Regions from separate parts of the Mus musculus genome. Here region 2 is linked to region 1. The links are chromatin contacts, called in public HiChIP or PLAC-seq maps. All regions are on one chromosome and are shown on one strand. Each heading gives the region's core, a stretch centred on a gene start, on an enhancer-like site or on the middle of the called end of the contact. The rest is flanking DNA. Distances are from core to core; before and after follow the strand shown. Region 1 overlaps Pde4d (phosphodiesterase 4D, cAMP specific). Region 2 overlaps Pde4d (phosphodiesterase 4D, cAMP specific).

Region 1 (3,759 bases), core at 387-2,886:
ATTTCTGAGTTCGAGGCCAGCCTGGTCTACAGAGTGAGTTCTAGGACAGCCAGGGCTACACAGAGAAACCCTGTCTTGAAAAGACAAAAAAAAAAAAAAAAAAAAAACAACCAAAAAACAAAACAAAAACAGATTTCTTCTTTGAAGGCTTTTCTCCTTTCTTCGATTTTCTCCTTTTGCTGAGATGTAAATTCATAGCATGTGAACTTACAGCACACACATTGATAGTTCCTTATAGATATTCTTGCTGCATTATCTTTGCATGTGTCCTAAGTGGCCTGAGATCCTTTGACATCCCAAGGTGTCAAAGACACTGTGTCCAAAGTAAATAACATCCGGAACGGAAGTGGAATGAAATATCTACATAGGACTGCTTGCTTGATTCTCCTAGCGGAGTCTCCCTGACACACTGCTCTCTTGACTTGGCAGAGCATTTGCTTGCTCTACTGATGACAAACCCAGAGGATGACATGATTGTGACAATTTCCTTGTAGTGACTTTGCTGTCATGGATGAACCTTTCTTTGCCCACACACTGTAAGAGAAAGTCACTGATTGAGTCTAAGCGGCTTTAGTGGCTGCCTTTCTCCACCCTCAGAACAGCCTGGGAATGACGTTGCCATCCTTCACAGGTCTTAACCCAGTAAAACTTTTGCTCTGTCTCTTTAGCAACTAGCCTTACTTGGGGTGGTGTGTTTGTGTTGATTTAACCATGCCTTCCCTCTGGGACAAGGAATACCACAGTCAGTGAAGATTCAGACCAGAAGTTCAGGTCACTGGGAGAATCCCACATGGTAGGCACCTGTATGTCAGCAAGAACACTCCTGTTCCAATTTAATGTGGATCCGTCTTGCTCCTATCATTTCTACTGTCTTCTTTCTGACTCTTAATTTATAGAATCTAATGGACAAATGTGTTTTATCAAATTTCAATAAAAGATCCCTAGGTGAACCCTGAACTGTGTTATGTACACTCTAGCCATAAAATAAATACTCACTGATTTTAGTGACTAACCACGGAGACTGTAGTTCTTACATATACTCAAAAGGCTCTGCATCAGTGATACAAGGGTCTGTAGATGTAAAATCCAAATAAATACTTAACAATGGAAGTTCTGCCTGCACAATGATCTCATTAACAGGGATTTGCTCTCCTTGCTCTTCCTACCTCTTCTGTTATCATACTGTTATAATATGTTGTCTATGATACATAAGAATAATAATATACATGCTGTCTATAATAGTAAGGGTTCTATATATCCAAGGTGCACAGAGAATGGGTTAAGACTTAGGCTTTGAGTGACTCACTACTCAAGCAGTCATCAGAAAAGAGAGGCTTCTGCTCTAAGTCCTGCTCCAGTCCTCCTGCTTCTTCCTCTTTTAGGGAAAAGAGAAACGGGAATCTTCTGATGGAGGTGCAGGCAAGCCTCTTGGTTTCTAGACTACAAGATGTCATCATTTGTAAGAGTTTACTAGGAAAGCCAGGGCCCTGGACACCTCAGGAAACATGGGGGAAAGCCCATGCAACCAGGAAACGGGCATTATCGGGGAAGGCATCCCCAGATGAAGGAAGAGGGGTGCAGCCAACTGTCCAGACGACTCAGCATGAGGTAGCGAGGTCATGCTGGGGTGATCTCACCCAAGGTACACCTTTGGGTAAATCATTAGTCATGAGTAAGCTTGAATAGTAACAGACCTCATGGCCTGGCATCGCCTTGCTACTTGGTGGCCCCTGTTTAATTTCCTAGCACAGTTGGCTTCTGCAAATCCTTACTTAGTATTGTCTTATCCTGCTGTCTTCTGTCAGGACAAGATAATGAAAAGCACTCCTTTAATTAACATCTCTGTGTATTTTAATTGATTGAGAAATTTCGTTATAATTTTATTAAGAGAAAGTTGCAATGAAATTTAATTCACTTCCTATGTCTTTTTTTTTTAATATTTGTATTCCTTTGCGATTCTTATCCACTTAGTGTATGTGATTTTTGCTCCTCCTGCCTTTCACTTTTGGTGTTTTTCTAAATGTCTTATAACTCCTCCACAGTTGTCATGTTCCCGTATATCTCCTTCCAGCCATCTTATGTAAGGCCACACCTGCTGAAGGTCTTTCGATGATGAGCTGAAGTTTATCCGGTCATGTTAGTTACTGGTCTTAGCTTTATGCCTTTGTGGGGAAATCACCTCCATGTGTCTTAGGGAAGCAGGGGGCTACTATTGTCTAGTCTGAGAACACTGAAATTGTGTGCAAAGAGGCATAGCAACGTTCAGTATGCTGATGAGTGGGTCCTTGTTTGTCAGGTAAGAATACCAGGGCTCACACCAATAAGCAGCAATGCTAGCGTTGCATGGGGACCTGACTTGGTTTTTGTTTTGTTTTGTTTTAACCCAGTAACTACATTGTATAGAGTTGTTTGCAAAGCTGGCAGAGAACCACTTAAAAGAGTGTTGCAAATGGCAATGTAGATGAAGAGCAGAACCATTTTATAGGTACAGGACAAGGAGCTGATGGAAGAGATGGAGGGAAGCTGTGAAGTCTAGATGCCCCAGTACTTGGCAGTACTTGGCTAGGAAGCAGGACTGGGAAAGAAGTTAGGGGTTTCCCCAGGATACAAATAAGACAGAACCCAGCAAGAGAGGCCTGGAGGAGGGATAGTTCCTTGATGGTGCTCTCTGGTGGTGCTCCCTGGTTGGGAGCTTCTCAGGTGGAGCTCTGTGTGTACCAGGTATGCAGACATGTCTAGAGTTCAGAAGAGCAAGCTGAACCAGTGAGCTTTCCTGGGAGATGTCCATGGTGAGAGGTGGTGGCTGTCATTCAAGTCAACAATATCACTGGGGGCAGGGGAGGGATGACTAAGGTGAGAACACAGGAGCGGTGGGCACTCACGCATGCTGGCAATGGGAAGGGAGAAGAAAGGAAAAGGCTGAAAATGAAACCAAATAAACAGAGTGCAGATGGTGTGAAGAAACTCAGTGTGTGGACACCAAGAGGAAGGAGGATGGCAGAAAGGAGGGCAGGCAGGAAGGTTAGGAGTGTTCCCTAGGAAGCCTAACTCAGTTGGCAAAAGAAAGTCCTACAGCGGGAGGAGCAGAAAACAGATTGAGCTTGGTTATGTGTAAATAAGAGGGGACAATAGAGACAGTGGGTGTGAGCGTGATTAATTACTTCAACAAATGGGCCTTATTGTGAGGAAGCGATGGTAAGTTTTTGAACAGAGAAATTGGAAATTATTTTTTAAATAAGAATTCAGTGTCATCAAGCTCTTTTTATCCTCAGGGGAAGGATTTGACAATAAAGAAAAGTACAGTGAGGATAAAGGTCCAGGCTCTTTATCAGATGTTATAGAGAGATCAGATCCAAAACATTAAGGGAAGGATTTACCTGAGGTGGTAAACGTGTGTGTGTGTGTGTGTGTGTGTGTGTGTGTGTGTGTGTGCATGTGTACATATGTGTATGTGTGTGTATATGTGTATGTGTATATGTGTATGTGTGTGTATGTCTATGTATATGTGGGTATGTATGTGTCTATCTCTATGTGTATGTGTGTGTATGTATGTATATGTGTATGTGTGTGTATTGTATGTATGTGTGTGTATGTGTGTCTATGTATATGTGGGTATGTATGTGTCTATCTCTATGTGTATGTGTGTGTATGTATGTATATGTGTATGTGTGTGTATTGTATGTATGTGTGTGTATGTGTGTCTATGTATATGTGGGTATGTATGTGTCTATCTCTATGTGTATGTGTGTGTATGTATGT
Region 2 (3,759 bases), core at 902-3,401, 340 kb after region 1:
TCTCTCTCTCTCTCTCTCTCTCTCTCTCTTTCACTCTCCCCATCAATGACCTTGTTCCCATACTTTCAGAAAGTAACTTGCGAGATAGTTTTAAAAAAGAGAATGCAAGTACCCTCTGGAGTCATACTGGGCAAGTCCTTCTATTTATGTCTAACAAATGTAAGAACCAAACCCCTCCATAGGATTTGCTTGTTTTGGTTTTTCGAAGTCACTGTGTGACCCTGACTGGCTTGTAACTGTCTTTGTAGGCAAGAATGGCCTTGAACTCACAGAGATCCACTGACCTCTGCCTCCTTCGTGCTGGAATTAAAGGCGTGGGCCACCATCCCAACTGCTTCTCTGGGATTTTAGTGCAGAGATTGTCTTAGATTAGAGTAACAGCCAGAGAAGCAAACAATCTTATAAAGTAATATGCTAATATAAATATGTCCAAAGGTAATATTCTCATTCACTGGCCTAACCTCCTACAATCTCATGTGTTGTGCAACCCTAGAGTATTCCATGTCAACTAAGACAAGATCCCCACGTCACACGGTGAGCTGAGTGATTCAGCAGCTCTGACCTGTGAAGACAGTCCAACATTCCTACCTGCTGATCAGTGAGATTTGCATAGCCAGTGTCTACTGATGTGTCAGATTTCTCAGACTTCCTTCCAGGCCCCTTTCCCCTGAGCAAGGCTCTCTGTGGCCATTCCTTCTCTGTGCCCATCCATGAGCCTCAACTGTCTATAGGTTCAGGTGTTTGGATTAGAAATATCCTTTCTGCCTTCCTCCGTTCTCTTCTATGCATTAGTTACTTAACATCGTGTTGTAACAAAATACCTGACTAAACCACATAGGCAACATATAGGAAGAGTCAGCGGAGATACGGAAGGTGTGGTGAGACTCATGAAGGCAAGAGCGTGTGACTGGAACTCCTTCTGCCTCACATCTCATGGAGTAGAGGGGAAGAGCTGGTGCTCACGTGGCTTGTTGCTCTCACCCTTCTTAGCCGCCTGGCTGATGGTCTGATGCTGCTCACACTTCAGAAGGCTCCTGGCTCTTCCATCAGTTGTTTCCTAGAAGGCTCTCATAGACTAGCCTGAAGGTGCTGGGTGCTTTTGACAATCTCCATTAATAGCCATGTTCAGTTTCTTTTCTCAAGATTAAGGTCTCCCTGCCCCACTTGTATCCAGTGTGACTTGAATGCCCCCTTTTATTGTCCCATAGCCTATTCTCCTCCTTCCTTTTCTACTGTATGGTGCTAAAATTGTCATCGACGATGGGCTCTAGTCTCGCATTGGATAAGGGTCACACTCTTACACACTTCAAACTCTAATAAAGTTCATGGCACATAGTGTCTCATGAACGTTGAGTTATTGATGAGATTAGAAGTTAATAGACCTCAATCCATTTGCAAAATTCTACTAGAGCACTTGTCAACTTTAGGAGGAAAAAAAAATCATAGCTAGTGGCAAATAGGAAGAAAATTCATTAAAATGACACAACATCTTCACTTTGAACATATCTTTGAAGCCAGGGGTGAAAGTTTATATATTTGATAAGATTTAAAAATACTTCAAAACAATAAGTTGATTCCAGAAATATCCTAGGAAATGAGGGCAGCTTGCTCTTGGCTCTCAGGCTTCAACATGTTACATAGACATGCTGAGAGAAGCTAGGGCCTTCCTTCATGTGTTTCTCATCAGATAAAATGCAATAGAGCTAACCTGGACAGATCTTTCCCTGTAGCAGAGCCAAAGAATGACTAGCTCACATGGGAGGCAGAAGTCTACCTCCTCCTCCTCCGGACACCATCAATTCTCTCACTAGGAACAAAGGACATGTAAGTGAGGATTGGCTGAGGAGAAACTGGAATTAATTAAAAAGTCATGTTCGAGCATTTTCTCTTAGAAGCTGTCTGATGTATTTGTTTCAATTTAAAAGCAATCAGAATCAGCTGTGATCGCTCTGTAAGACTTTTTAAGAAGAGTTGCAAATGACACCCAAAGTTTGTGTTCTCTCTCTCTCTCTCTCTCTCTCTCTCTCTCTCTCTCTCTCTCTCTCTCTCTCTCTCTCTCTATCTGGTTTTTAGTAGTAGGCCGTAGGCCTCTCTAGGAATGACAACAGACTTATACTGACCTTTAGCCTCACAAATATTGACAAAGAAACTAGCTAGCATTTACAAAGTTTCATGTCCTGTAGCACAGATCTTTTTGCCTCTCAGTCAGTTGTGGGTAAGAGTAATGGGTCCAACATTTCCCAAGGAGGCTGAGTACAGCCTCTGGCCAACTGCTGTGGCTCCTAGCTGACGGCGCTTTTCCCTTTCAAAGACAAGCTGCTGCTTCAGCATCCTCTCCTGGAGTCCTTGGCAAGATTTCAGGCCATGTGTCAGGGGAACCCTTGCGCACATTACTATGACGGAAGCCAAGTGCTGGCCCACAAATATTGAGTATTACTTATACCCAGGAGAGTTGAAGCAGACGCCTGGGTATGGCACAGCTCAGGGTGCCTTGAAGAACACAGAATAACAGAACCCACCGATGTTTATTGTTACTCCACAGCTGCCTGTGACACAGCCCTTTTGCAGTCCACGTGGAGTTTAGCCAATAGCGTTTGGTGGGGCATTTTCCTCTCAGTAGCCCCTCAAATGAAGCAAGATTCGCACAGTTAAATAGAAAAGTTTTCATATATATTTTTAAGTAGGGCCACAGCATATACGACCCCCTAGGGGGCACTCTATTAATGAATGCAACCTGTGTTCTTGGTAAAGGCCACTATTAAACTGGTTCGCTGTGTTTGGCCAGCTAGCTGCCGATGGCATTTAGGTGTGTTGTTTGGTGGGGTGACTCAATTTCCTGTAGGATAGCTGGCAACTCCACATTGAATTCTCCCACTCGCCAGGGGAGGAGGGATAGAAAGGTCAGTTAGGCCTTGTCTTAGAACAGTGGGGTTTAAAATGCCTGAACTTGAAGACATAATAATGACCCTGAAAAACTGTAGCTTGTCACACTGTCTCAGTCCCGGAGTTTGAAAGAAGTAAATTCTAACGCGACAAACCCAGCATTGGTTTTATAAACGAAATTTGTTTATTCCGCCGTATGTAAATATTCTCTCAGCAGTATGTACAAATGCTGGAGGTTAATTTCATTCTTTAAATACATAGAGAGCATGTGGAACATTTTTGAACGTATGTATGTGACCTTACTTGATTTCTGATAGTCAAAATGGCTAAGCCATGACTTCAATATAAACTGGATCTTTGGCAACCAATTGCTCCTCACGTTGCTATACCACCCACTTAAAGGCAAAGCCCATGTCTAAGTGTCTTGAAACATTAAATTGAAACTTTCCGGAGTTACTGTTTCTCATAAAAAAAAAAAAGACTGAAATATAATACATAGAGCCATATTCTGCTAGGTCCGAGGTCTGAATTCTACTTCTGATTTCAGAAAGCTTTCATGAAGATCGCCAAGGTGGGGGTAGGAAGTATACGCCACACACTGGGAGGTCCCCTGGAACTCTTGCTTTCTCAGAGTCGGGTGGCAGAAGGCAGAGACATCAAGTCTTAAAGATGTGCAGAGAGGATGTTTGGCTTGGGATAACTAAAAAAAAAAAATGACAGGAGATGGATTCTACACAATAGCTATGCCTCTGACCGCACGGCATATACAAACTATGAACGTCTCACCTGGCTTTATGTTAATTTCCTCCTTCAATTTTCTGACTGCCTGTTTTACATAGAGAAGGGAGGAAAGCAGAAACACCGGAACTGTATAAG

Evidence for each region. HiChIP or PLAC-seq counts read pairs in DNA pulled down with a chosen protein or histone mark.
Region 2: a contact with region 1 is called in a FOXA1 HiChIP or PLAC-seq map of pancreatic cancer cells. The contact joins two enhancer-like sites. A contact is called at or near these places in 3 of 39 promoter capture datasets (hippocampal neurons, liver and pre-B cells), 12 of 484 Hi-C or Micro-C datasets (the AML12 cell line, CD4 T cells, adipose-derived mesenchymal stem cells and 3 more), 1 of 115 datasets of contacts at active chromatin or transcription factors (pancreatic cancer cells) and 1 of 9 other capture datasets (liver).

Annotation. Positions count from the first base shown.
Region 1 is chr13:109,554,090-109,557,848 of GRCm38.p6, forward strand. All of the region lies in intron 3 of Pde4d (phosphodiesterase 4D, cAMP specific), which reads left to right. Among named protein-coding and RNA genes, the nearest start is that of Gm32703, 110 kb to the left of the region's middle. Within about 2 kb of position 1,637, at least 11 of the 459 cell types and tissues checked have an H3K27ac peak or open chromatin away from gene starts, as enhancers often do. A contact at or near this core is called in pancreatic cancer cells, where this site is marked.
Region 2 is chr13:109,897,495-109,901,253 of GRCm38.p6, forward strand. The region is part of intron 7 of Pde4d (phosphodiesterase 4D, cAMP specific); the gene reads left to right. Among named protein-coding and RNA genes, the nearest start is that of Mir1904, 4.4 kb to the right of the region's middle. Within about 2 kb of position 2,152, at least 22 of the 459 cell types and tissues checked have an H3K27ac peak or open chromatin away from gene starts, as enhancers often do. A contact at or near this core is called in pancreatic cancer cells, where this site is marked.